Linked DNA regions of Sus scrofa: regions 2 and 3 are each linked to region 1. Evidence: chromatin contacts called from public HiChIP or PLAC-seq data. All regions are on one chromosome and are shown on one strand. The core of a region is the stretch at or near the end of the contact, and the rest is flanking DNA. Distances in the headings are between cores, read along the strand shown. Region 1 holds the start of IFT46 (intraflagellar transport protein 46 homolog). Region 2 holds the start of SCN2B (sodium channel subunit beta-2). Region 3 holds the start of SCN4B (sodium channel subunit beta-4).

Region 1 (3,852 bases), core at 158-2,657:
AGCTGCGTCTGCAACCTACACCACAGCTCACGGCAATGCCGGATCGTTAACCCACTGAGCAAGGGCAGGGACCGAACCCGCAACCTCATGGTTCCTAGTCGGATTCGTTAACCACTGCGCCACGACGGGAACTCCAAGACTTTTGATAAATTAAATAAACAAACATGAACCCCTGGCAGATTATGGGTAAAGAGTATCACGAAATAAATGATGATGGGAAACTGGTCAGATTGAAGGAAGATCCTGCAATGTGGGTGGCGGTGTTTTCTCCCTCCTTAAGTAGTTAGAAAACAGAAGCGACAACAAATAACTTGACTCTGAAAGTCAACATTTGCTATTATAAACTAAAAAATTATTGGAAACAATCATGAGTCCATCCTGCTCTTTGCTCTGAGAACCGTCTGTCTTCTTTTCTCTTCATTTATTTCTTACCTTTGTGTCTTGAGGGAGGAGTATAAATACTTGCAACCTCTTCCGAGTCGTTAATCTCTAGACGCTCATCATATGTCTGGTTTTCTATAATCTTGGTCTAAGTAAAAGGAAACATGATTACACAGCTCCTATCACGGGACAGTAAGCACTCTGTGGGGAGCTGGACTCCAAACCAGCAATGGTTCCGAGACACCAGTTTTACATGAAACCCTCACCCCAGTTCAAGCAGTTAAGTCATTCTGCTGCAGCCCTTATTTAGGAACTGCTGGCAGGCTGACCGGAGAACGAAGAAATCCTGGAGCGAAACAACAGCCAACTTCTGCATCACCTTCCCCAAAGCTCTTTTGTAGAGAACGGCTCAAGTGAGCCTCAGGTTCGGTCAGTTTCCCAAGGCTGCTGGGATTTCTTAGCTGTAGAGGTTCTAGAAACAATTCTGTTTCTAGAGTCACCAGGGCGGGGGCTGTTCCTCTAAGAGAGGTTAAACTCTAGTCTCTTGGTCCAAAAGCATCACCCTCATCTATACCATGACCACCCCACCCCCCTTGGTCTCGTCTTGTAGTTCGGATGCCCCTTACGTTTCGTGGGGAGTAAGGCAAGCAGAATGGTCGGTGATGGCGTGAAGGGAAGGGAGAAAGTATAGTGGGTAAGAAAACGGAAAGAAGTGGAGAGGGGTTGCGAGGACAGAAAAGGAGTCCTTTCTATTCCTCTTGGGAGAGAGGAAGCGTTCTCTGTTAGGGTGAGTACGAATTACCTGTAGCCCCTCCGAATCCGTCTCTTCTATCTGGAAGGAACCCCAGCCTAGGGCTGGGGTCTCACCCTAATCTCAGGCCAGGCCACTTTTACTTGGAAAGAAGGGGAGCAACTGGCGTGTTGTCAGTAGCTAAGCAAACAAACAATAAATAAATAAATAAAAAGAGCGAAGAAAGAAACAGAAAAATCGCGAGACTTCCTTTAACTCTCGTGAGAGCTCAACTCGCGCATTATGTTTCTCCCCAGCTAAGGAGCCAAGCAGAAAAAGAGGAGCTCACATCGTGATTGTTTAGATTTCAACAGATGTGTCTGTGGTGGCATCTAGCGGCTGCAGGCAGCAAATCAGATGAATTCCGGTTGGTAGAGAGTTAAGCTCTAGATCCCGAAACACGGTCTGCATTTTTTACCCAGGGAAAGGATCAGTAGGTATGAGTTCCTATTAAGTCAGACCACTCAGCCTTTAGGCAAACTCAGGGGTTGCCTCAATTCCTGACATTCTGTACTACTTTTATAGCATTTTTATTACATTATAGTCTTTCCCCTCCACTGTGTCCATAGCATGGGACATATTTATAGTATTAACAAATTATTATTTACCTGTGATTCAAATTTAACACATTCTCCCGCTTTTTTAATTTTTTAATTTTAATTTTTTTTAGGGCTGCACCTGCGACCTATGGAAAATCCCAAGCTGGGGGTCAAATCAGAGCTGTAGCTGCCGGCCATTCTTTCTCTGTATGGATTTATCTGTTCTGGATATTTTACATAAATGGAGTCATAGAAGATACGGTCTTTTGTGAGTGGCATCTTTCACTTAACATAGTATTTTCAAGGTTCATCCATGTTGTATCATGTATCAGAATTTAATTCCTTTTTGTGACTAATATTCCATTGTTTAGATATACTACCTTTTTTTTTTTTTTTTTTTTTTGTCTTTTTAGAGCTTCCTCCACGGCATATGGAGGTTCCCAGGCTAGGGGTCTAATCGGAGCTGTAGCTGCCGGCCTATGCCAGAGCCACAGCAATGCCAGATCCCAGCCGCGTCTACAACCCACACCATAGCTCATGGCAACCCCGGATCCTTAACCCACTGAGTGAGGCCAGGGATTGAACCCGAAACCTCATTGTTCCTAGTCGGATTCGTTTCCGCTTTGCCGGTGGGAACTCTAAATATACCACATTTTGTTATTCATTCGAGTACTGAGGGACACTTGGATCGTTTCCACTTTTTGGCTATTATGAACAATGTTTCTATGAACATTAGTGTTCAAGGTTGTGTATGGGTGTGTGGTTTTAACTCTCTTGGGCGCATACATAGGAGTGAATTGCTGGGTCACATGGTAACCCCATGCTTAGCTTTTTGAGGAGCTGCCAAGCTTTCCCCAAACAATTAAACTACTTCAGGTTCCCGCCAGCAGTGTATGAGAGTTCTAATTTCTCCACATTCTCACCAACTCTTATTATTATAGCCATCCTAGCAAGCTTTGATTTGCAATTCCCTAAGGACTAAAGATATTGAGCATATTTTTATGTGCTTATTGGCCATCTATCGTTTTGTTTTTGTCTTTTTATGGTTGCACCCGTGGCATATGTAAGTTCCCAGGCTAGGGGTCAAATCAGAGCTGCAGTTGCTGCCACAGCCACCAGCAATGCCAGATCCAAGCTGTGTCTGTCACCTACACTGCAGCTCAGGCAATGTTGGATTCTTAACCCACTGCATCAGGCCAGGGATGGAACCAAATCCTCATGGATCCTAGTCCCGTTCCGTTTCCACTGAGCCACAAGGGGAACTCCTTCCATTGTTGAGTTTTAAGGATTCTTTATATATTCTGGCTACTAGTCCCTTATGAACACCAGTTATTTTGTATGTTAAATGCTACCAGTGGCTCTGAGAGCTTTATAAACTGCAAGAGATTTCGCAATTTAAACGAAGGCGCTGAGGACGGTGAAGGAACTGAAGCCAGCGGTTCCACGCAGGAGGTGGAGGCTCCAGGACTCCATGGCACAGCCTGCGTAGCAGCCCTGCGCCCGGTCTCCCCACTCACGGCGCCCCGCCTCCCGGCCTTTGACCCGCGCCGTTTCCGGTTGGAGACGTGGCTCGAGGCCGCCATCTTGGCAGGAGGCGAAGCGGCCGGCGCTCCTGTCAGGGGGGCAGCAGGTTCTGAGCGGCGGGTGCTCCCCTTCCTCCCACCCCAGCCGGAGTCGCAGTGGAGCTGGAGCGCGGGAGCGCCTCACCACCGCCCTCACCATGGTAAGACCTGAGCCGGACCCAGCTCCCTGGACGGCCTCGCTCGCCCGCTTTCCCTGCTGCCGGCCTGGTGCTGGGGCCAGAGGAGCCCCGCCCCGAGCGCCCGGAGCCGGTCGCTTCGCTGGGGCTCTGGGAGCGTTGTGGCCTTCCCTACCCTGTGTCCGACCTGTGGAGAGATCCGAGGGACCTGACTCCTCCAGTCGTCTGTCGTTGCGCCCACACCCCTCCCCCGCAATCGGCTGGGCACCCTGCTCTGCCAGGACTCAGGCCCTAAAACGGGCCTGGAGTTTTGCTCTGCAGGAACCTCTTAGTGATGTCCCGTGGACCCCACTCTGCGGACCAGGAAGCTAGTGTCCAGCAGGTTCCGTGGGTGCTTAGGCTCAGCAAGCCGGGCCTCTCAGGAGTTCTCTTCTGTAATCGGC
Region 2 (3,814 bases), core at 982-3,481, 360 kb before region 1:
TGGCAATGAGGACACAGAGGCTGACAAGGCCTAACCCACTCAGGTTACGTGTGATAGTTAAGGGCAGAGTCAGAGCCAGGACCCAAACTGAGGTCTGGTGGGAAACACTGGGTACTTCCAAAATTCCGCATTGCCTGTTACCAAGGGGAGGAGATGTGGGAGCTTCCCTCGGATCATTTAGAGACACACGGAAGAGAAGACTGGAATAGATGAAGCAAGGGGCCTCTGCATGCGTGTGTGTGTGTGTGTGTGTGTGTGTGTGTAAAAAGGTGGTATGAGGCAGGGCATGGAGGAAGCACTAGCACAGTGCTTGGTTCAGAGCAGACACTCCATAAACAGGTGCTGCATAGCAGCACAGGGCCAGGACCCCCTGAATGAATGAATGAGCTTGGAGCAGGACTTTCGCGGAAGGCAGGGAACTCTAGCCAAGGCTGCTGAAGCTGTTCTTGGCTGGGGAGAAGTGAAATGGGTCAGATTTAGGTGGTGGTTGCTGAAGTCAGAGGGGTGGAAAGGAGACCTCTGGGGTTCTCCACACCCGAGGTGTGGTCCATGCCCAAATCCTGGACAGACTCTGTAGCCAAAGTTGCCTCTGTCACTTCACCAGAGTCTGGGCAGCTGGCCCATTCCCAGAGCTCACAGACCCTAGGAAGGAAAATCAGAGATGGGGCAGCCTAGGGAGAAAAGTGTCTTCCAGTGGCCCCAACCCTCAGGCCCCAGGCTGCCTCCACTGCCAACAGTGGCCTGGCTCGCAGGTGTGCCAGGAGGGAGAGACCAGCTCCAGCTCTGGCACAGCCCCCCAGCCAGGTCCCAGCTCGCTGCACAGTCACCCAAGCTGCCGCAGGTACATGTCAGCCAGAGAGTTTTGGTTTGACGTAGCCGGCCTCCTCCTTTTTTCTTAATGTAGCTAAGCATGCCTGTGAGGCCCCAGAAGCTGCTTACCAGGCTCTCTTGGTCTCAAGACCGACCAGAAACTTCTATTTGGGGGACATCTGAGATACAAAATAAATCCTAAAGTTCCTTTGCCTCTAGCCAGAATTTGGCTCAGAGAAACCAGGTATATGACTCAGCCTTTGGCCAACTCAGCCCTGCAGGAACAAAGGTTGGAAGGCGCCAAACGGGGGAGAGGAGGAGGTACCCAGGAGGGGGGAGTCAGCAGGGGAGCTACCCCAGACCCTCCCCATCGCTCACCTGGGCCTCCAGATGCCCATTTGATCCAAAAGAGCACATCTTTCCCCAGGAGCCAGTAAACGCCTGGGAAGCAGAAACTCAAAGAGGTACTGAGTGAAGAAGACACCAGTATTGAAGATGGGCTATTTGGGGAAGGAAGCCCTGTGTTTGGCATTTCGTCATGCCATTTATCCCTGGAGATTTTATTAGACAACACTCAATTGTCTACCTTACTGGAGGAAGCCGTCACACAGAACCCAAAGGAAAGTCGTTTCCTTTTGCCTTTGAAATTCTTAGTGGAGGCTATGGGGAGCCTCCCTGCTTACCTTTGCCTCACTAGACCAGCATCATCAGCATCACAGGAGCTCCTAGAAATGCAGAGTCACAGGCCCCACCTCCAACCTAAAGAATCAGAATCTGCTTTTTTGGAGGGGGCGGGGGGGCGGTGCTGCACCCACAGCATATGGAAGTTCCCAGGCTAGGGGTAGAATTGGACCTACAGCTGCCAGCCTACACCACAGCCACAGCCACTCAGGATCTGAACCACATCTGTGATCTACACCACAGCTCACGGCAATCGGCTCCTTAACCCACTGAGTAAGGCCAGGGATTGAACCCGCATCCTCATGGATACTAGTAGGATTCATTTCTGCTGAGACACAACGGGAAGCCCCTCAGAATCTGCATTTTTAACAAGCTCTTTAGGTGTTTCTTGAGAAGTAACACCCTCAGCTAATATTAAAAGGTTTGCATTCTAGGAGCTCGGAGCAATGAGAGGCTAGGTTTGGGGGTTTGGCGAGAAGGGACTGGCGAGCAGGGACAAGCTTAGGATTAAATACTTCAGAGCACCTGGCGGCCTGCTTGGGTAGAACAATTTCACTCCCCTCTCTTCTCTGCCCAGACCCTTCCCAAGCTGCTCCACACCAGGCTGGCTTTATCTTACCCCACAGAGGGCTTCACATCACGGGTCTCTGCCTTCGCAGTTTCCTCTTCTAAGAATGCCCTTCCTCTCTCGTCTGCTCCACAAGCTCCTAGTTCTTCAAAAATCTGCTACAAAGTAACTCCCTCCTTACCACCCCTTCCTTGTCATCTATGTACCTCTTCTCTCCATGCAGCTGTGACCCTGGGTCCATTTACTCGTTTATAATTCCCTCATTCAACAAACTGTTTTTGTTTTAAGCCACACTTGCAACATGCACAAGTTCCCAGGCCAGAGATCAAACTTGAACCACAGCAGCAACAAGGCTGAATCCTTAACCACTGGGACACCAGGGAACTCCTCAAATATCTGTTTAATGTCCTCTATGTGCCAGACACTAGGCTAGAAACCTAGAGGCCCAGAAATGAATAAGATATAGCTCACCCTTTGAGAGCTTACGTTCTAGATAAGGAGACAAATATATCAACTCCCATCTACAGGTAACCCTGGGATTACTTGAGAGTATTGTCATTTTGTTTATATGTCTTACCTCCCCAACTAGATTGCAGCTCTTTAAAGACAGGGGTTGTGTCTTAGTCTTCTGAGTTTGTGCTAGGCCACTACTGGTCCCTGAGCAGATGAGAATAAATCAATGATTGTCTATTTTATACCTGGGGAAAGAGCAGAAACTCTATCAGCCTGATCTGACCCAGCAAAAGTGTGGTAGAACCAGGACTGGGAGCCAGGTCCAGCCCATCCCTGCATGTGCTATTCTACTCCACTCCCTAGGAATTCCATTCAACATGGGATTGTCCCATATGGGGTTATAGAAAAAAAACTAAAGCAGGATCTCTAAACGTCTAAGATCTCCTGGAGAAAATAAGGCCTCATACCCATGAAACAATCAAAGAACATCAGAAGACGAAATCTGTTAAGTGTAGAGACATCTAGGAGATCATCCAGGCAGGACCCAAGCAGGGCCTTAAAGGAATGTTGATTTGGGCAGGCAAGATGGAAAGGGAATTCCAGGCAGGGGAATACCAAGAGCAAAGGTGCAGAAGCACAAAAAACAAAGGTCTATGGAACATAGGGTTCCTGTCATGAAAAAAAAGGGAGGTGTGTTGGGTAGACAAGATGGCGCCCAATCTCCAAAGGGCAGGAACAGACGGACAACGTGGAGTTCAGACAAGGGCTTTGAAAGTTCTGGGACAAGTAAACCACTATTGGTCTCCCCCCATCTATGAAATAAGAAAGGTCTTCATTTTCTGTGAAAACTCTAAGTTCCTTTATTTTGATTTAAAAAAAAAAAAAAAAAAAAAAAGGATGCTTTCAGAGTTGGGTTTTACAGAAGTGGTAATGGATTGCCTGATCTCTCTTGAGGAAGTCCAAACCACATTTGCAAGCCAGCTGGTCAGGACAGGCTAGGAGTCCTGAGAATCTCGTGTTTATTCTTTGTAAGAAGATAACTGGTCTGATAGAGAACAGACTTGTGGTTGCCGAGGGTGAAGGGGTTGGGGAAGGAATGGATTGGGAATTGAGGACTAGCCCATGCAAACCATTATCTATAATACGGATAAACAACAAGGTCCTATTGTAGAACACAGGGAACTATATTTAATATCCTGTGGTAAGCCATAATGAAAAAGAATATGAAAAAATAATATATATATGTATCATTGAATCACTTTGCTGTACAGCAGAAATTAACACTGCTGTAAATCAATTCTA
Region 3 (3,397 bases), core at 455-2,954, 390 kb before region 1:
ATGGATACTAGTTGGATTTGTTACTGCTGAGCCACAACAAGAACTCCCTCTATCAATATTCTAATAGCCAGGCACTGGCATTCCACCAGCCAACCAGGCAGCAGGAGGAAGGGAAGCCAGAGGTGTTGATAAGCCGGCTAGTTTAATGATCATGTGTGTTTGAATTCCCCAATGACCACCCACCCCTGCCATGGTCACAGTGGGAACTCGGGCTGATTAGAGATAGGCTGAGTGGCAGCTAGTGTAGACTGGCACTGTAACCGCCTCAGAAAGAGGCGCCTCCAGGCCTCAGAGAGACCCACTTCCTAGGGTCACTGTGAAACCAGCACATGTGCGCCTAAGGCACAAGTGAGAACACTGGTGTCTTCTCTCCAGCTGTAAGGCTATAGCAGAATTGGTGGCTCCTGAGTGAAAGATGTACTCTCACCCCCCTCCGCCACCAGGTGCCAACATGACAGGCCTGCACACAGTTTACATTTGCAGAAACAGCAGTGATCGCCCTTAAAGACTTCTGCCTCCCTGCTTTCAGCCCAAATGCCTACGTCGCGTGCCTACCCCATGCAGGGAGCTGCCAAAAGCCACATCTGACAAATACAAACAGGAAGAGGTGCGGGTGCCAGAGATGGAGTTGGCTTACATTTGAAAGCCAGCTCTGAGTTATGAGGAGATAATGTTCTGGACAAATAAATATCATTCCCTAATCTCTTAGAGTTTGATGCTCAAAACTATCATGTGCATATTAATAGATATCGATAATCTGTTCTTTCTGTGTCCTCTGGCCGGGCCTCCTCAGTCTTCATATTCATCCCAAAATGAAGAGCCAGGAGCAGGTGAAACAGGTCCTCCCCATTCCCCCAGGGAATCTCTTCCTAGGAAGAGAGAAAATATCTTTCCTAAAAGGGGGCTTAAATGATCCTCCAAGTCCCTCCAACACATCCAGTCTGCAGGGAAGGCAGTGGACACCAGAGGAAGTAGAGGGCAGAGGAGGCAAACAGAACAAGGATCAGTAGGAAAGGGAGCTCCCCAACCCCCAACTGGTGCATGCCGGTGCCTGGACAACCAGCTTCCAAGTAGCAAAGAGCTCTGAGCAGGGGTAGAAACTAGCATCTCAACAATCACACTTGCAACCCACCTGGCATCCCCTCCACCCAAGGCATTAGCCGCTCTCCCCCAGCAGCTTAAACGTCTCAACTCGGGTCCCCAAGATCCAGCTCCAGAAGTGCGGGGCTGAAGGCACCAGAAACAGCAAAAAAAAAAAAAAACTAATCGCGAGGCTGGCGGGCCGATGGGGCGGGGGACGGCGCACTGTCCCCGGGGAGCTCAGCCCTCCCAGCTAGAGTCTCAAGCCAGTAGCCCCGCTCCAAAGCCTTCCCCCCGTCCAAGGCACTGCTCTTCGAAGTGACCCCTGCTCTGGGGGGAGATGGGGGAGGAGGGGGGAAGAGGCAGGAGAAGAAACCGAGCTGGGGCTGCCTTACCCAAAAGCCCAGTGCCCAGCCATCTCGCCCTGGGTGCGCCTCGGTCCCCGGCCCCGAGCATCGTTCTTTTCTCTCCGGAGCGCGCCAGGGGCGCGGGGACAGGATACAGGGCGCAGCCGCGCTCGCAGCCCGCGGTCTGCAGTGGGCCTGGAGGCTGCCGGGGAGCTCTGCGCCGCCGGCTGAGCTTGGGAAAGTTAGCGGGGATGGCAGGAGAGGAGGGGGAGGGAGGGAGAGGAGGAGCCGACTGCGGGAGCGGCCGCTGAGGGCACGGGGAGAAGGAGGAGGAGCACGAAGAGGAGGAACAGGAGCAGGAGGACCGCCGAGCTAGTGCAGAGGCGAGCGACGCTGCGCCTCTGCTCTGGAAGCGCTCCAGCCGCAGGAGGGGCGGTGGCCGCCGCGGTGCCTGGGGCGCCCCCGCCTCGTGGTCCCCGAGCCCCGGGAGCGTGCCGGGCCCCCCGCTTCCCCTCCGGCTTGGGCAGGGCTGCTGCGGCTTGGCACTGCAGGGCCACCCGCAGCCGCCCGCATCATCCCATGCGCTGAGCTGCCAATTAGGAGGATAGTTTGGGGAGGAGTAGAGGTGGAGCTTTTCGGGTGTTCTACTTTGGGAAACACGAGTGGGGACCACGAGGGGACCGCTTGGATGGCCGACACTGGCGCAGCCGGTGGGCGTGTGCGGGCTTCCCCACTGCACCCCACTGATTCTGACTCGCGTGCAGCCTCTGAGCCCCGCGCCCCGCCTTTGCTCCGCTGGGCAGGGTCCCGGGGACCGGCTTCCAACTGCAAACTGCCCCCGCCACCGCCCATCCACCTCGGCCATTGCTTCATGAGCTGGGAAATCATGATGCCCCTGGTTGGGGAATCCGGCCAGACACTACCAATCCGATTGGGGCTCCTTCTTCACCTTCCTGCAGCACCTCTATTCTCATTTTTCCTACCTAGGCACTCCCCGCCCCTCCCCTTTCACCCTCCTCCAATGGTTTCCTCTGTCCTTCAGAAACCTGAAGTCTTCATGGCCTCACCTCCCTTTGGGGATGGAGGAGCCCAGGTCAGCCCTCCCAGGCTTGGGGGTCACAGCCAGGGCCAAGGTGAAACTGCCAACAAAGGAGCCTTTTCTCAGACACTCTGGAGTTACCAGTGAATAGTGCAGTTTGGGGTGTGGTTTGGTAACTAATGTCTGCTGTCCTCCCCTCGGCACCCCACTGCTAACCTCCCAGCCCCCTCCCTCCATCCCAGGCCCCTTGTTCCTGACCCTCCATCCTTTGCCTCTCTGGGCACTAGTTCAGACTTGGAAACCTGCTCCCACTTCATGGCCTGACCCCTGCTACAGTCCCACCACCACCCACCTTTTTAGCCAGGGGGCTTCAGAGGAATCTTGGGCCCCTTGTGGTTGTATGGGAAAGCCTGAATGTCTATTTGGGTTTTTTCCAGGAGCTGTGACAGTGGTACAGTGGCTCTGTAGTGAGCTGTGATAGTGGTACAGTAGCTCTGGGGAATCTAGTCCTAGCTCCAGCATTTATTGGCGTGTGACCTTGAGCAAGTTATGCAATCTTCTGCAGAAGCCTGTCTGTACTACAGTGAAAGCGAAGATATTTACCTCTTGCAATTGTTAAGAGCAATGCCACCCTTAGGCCTCAGCAGCAGAGGCCTCAGCCTGGGCTCCTCACTCTGGCCCTACCCCTCCTCATTGGAAAAGTAGTTCCTGGGACAAGAGGGACCATATACGTCCTCTTCTAGACCACATGCTGGACATCCAGGACCCTGGAATTCTCTGTTCAAATGACCTGATTCTGAGCAGGTCTCTTCCCTGGGTCCATCCTCACAGAAGCCGCCCAGGCTGGATGTCCGCCCATGGGCCCAGGGAATGAGTAGAGGGCAGCTGTTTGCAGAGAGTGGGCAGTGGATGGAACTTGACATGCAGGTAG

The links. HiChIP or PLAC-seq counts read pairs in DNA pulled down with a chosen protein or histone mark.
Region 2: a contact with region 1 is called in an H3K27ac HiChIP or PLAC-seq map of skeletal muscle, with 7 times the contacts expected there. The contact joins the promoter of SCN2B here to the promoter of IFT46 in region 1. A contact is called at or near these places in 9 of 47 Hi-C or Micro-C datasets (alveolar macrophages, embryonic fibroblasts, heart right ventricle and 4 more) and 2 of 2 datasets of contacts at active chromatin or transcription factors (alveolar macrophages and skeletal muscle).
Region 3: an H3K27ac HiChIP or PLAC-seq map of skeletal muscle shows a contact between it and region 1. The contact joins the promoter of SCN4B here to the promoter of IFT46 in region 1. A contact is called at or near these places in 4 of 47 Hi-C or Micro-C datasets (alveolar macrophages, embryonic fibroblasts, heart right ventricle and 1 more) and 2 of 2 datasets of contacts at active chromatin or transcription factors (alveolar macrophages and skeletal muscle).

The regions. Positions count from the first base shown.
Region 1 is chr9:45,860,511-45,864,362 of Sscrofa11.1, forward strand. IFT46 (intraflagellar transport protein 46 homolog) reads right to left here and starts at 1,408. Exons shown (of 12, transcript XM_003357317.4): 1 at 1,184-1,408; 2 at 433-529. It overlaps ARCN1 (coatomer subunit delta), which reads left to right and starts at 3,262. Exons shown (of 10, transcript XM_003357318.4): 1 at 3,262-3,433. The coding sequence starts at 3,431.
Region 2 is chr9:45,500,347-45,504,160 of Sscrofa11.1, forward strand. It overlaps SCN2B (sodium channel subunit beta-2), which reads right to left and starts at 2,232. Exons shown (of 4, transcript XM_013977493.2): 1 at 2,111-2,232.
Region 3 is chr9:45,473,902-45,477,298 of Sscrofa11.1, forward strand. SCN4B (sodium channel subunit beta-4) reads right to left here and starts at 1,705. Exons shown (of 6, transcript XM_013977487.2): 1 at 1,476-1,705; 2 at 1,133-1,227. The coding sequence starts at 1,157.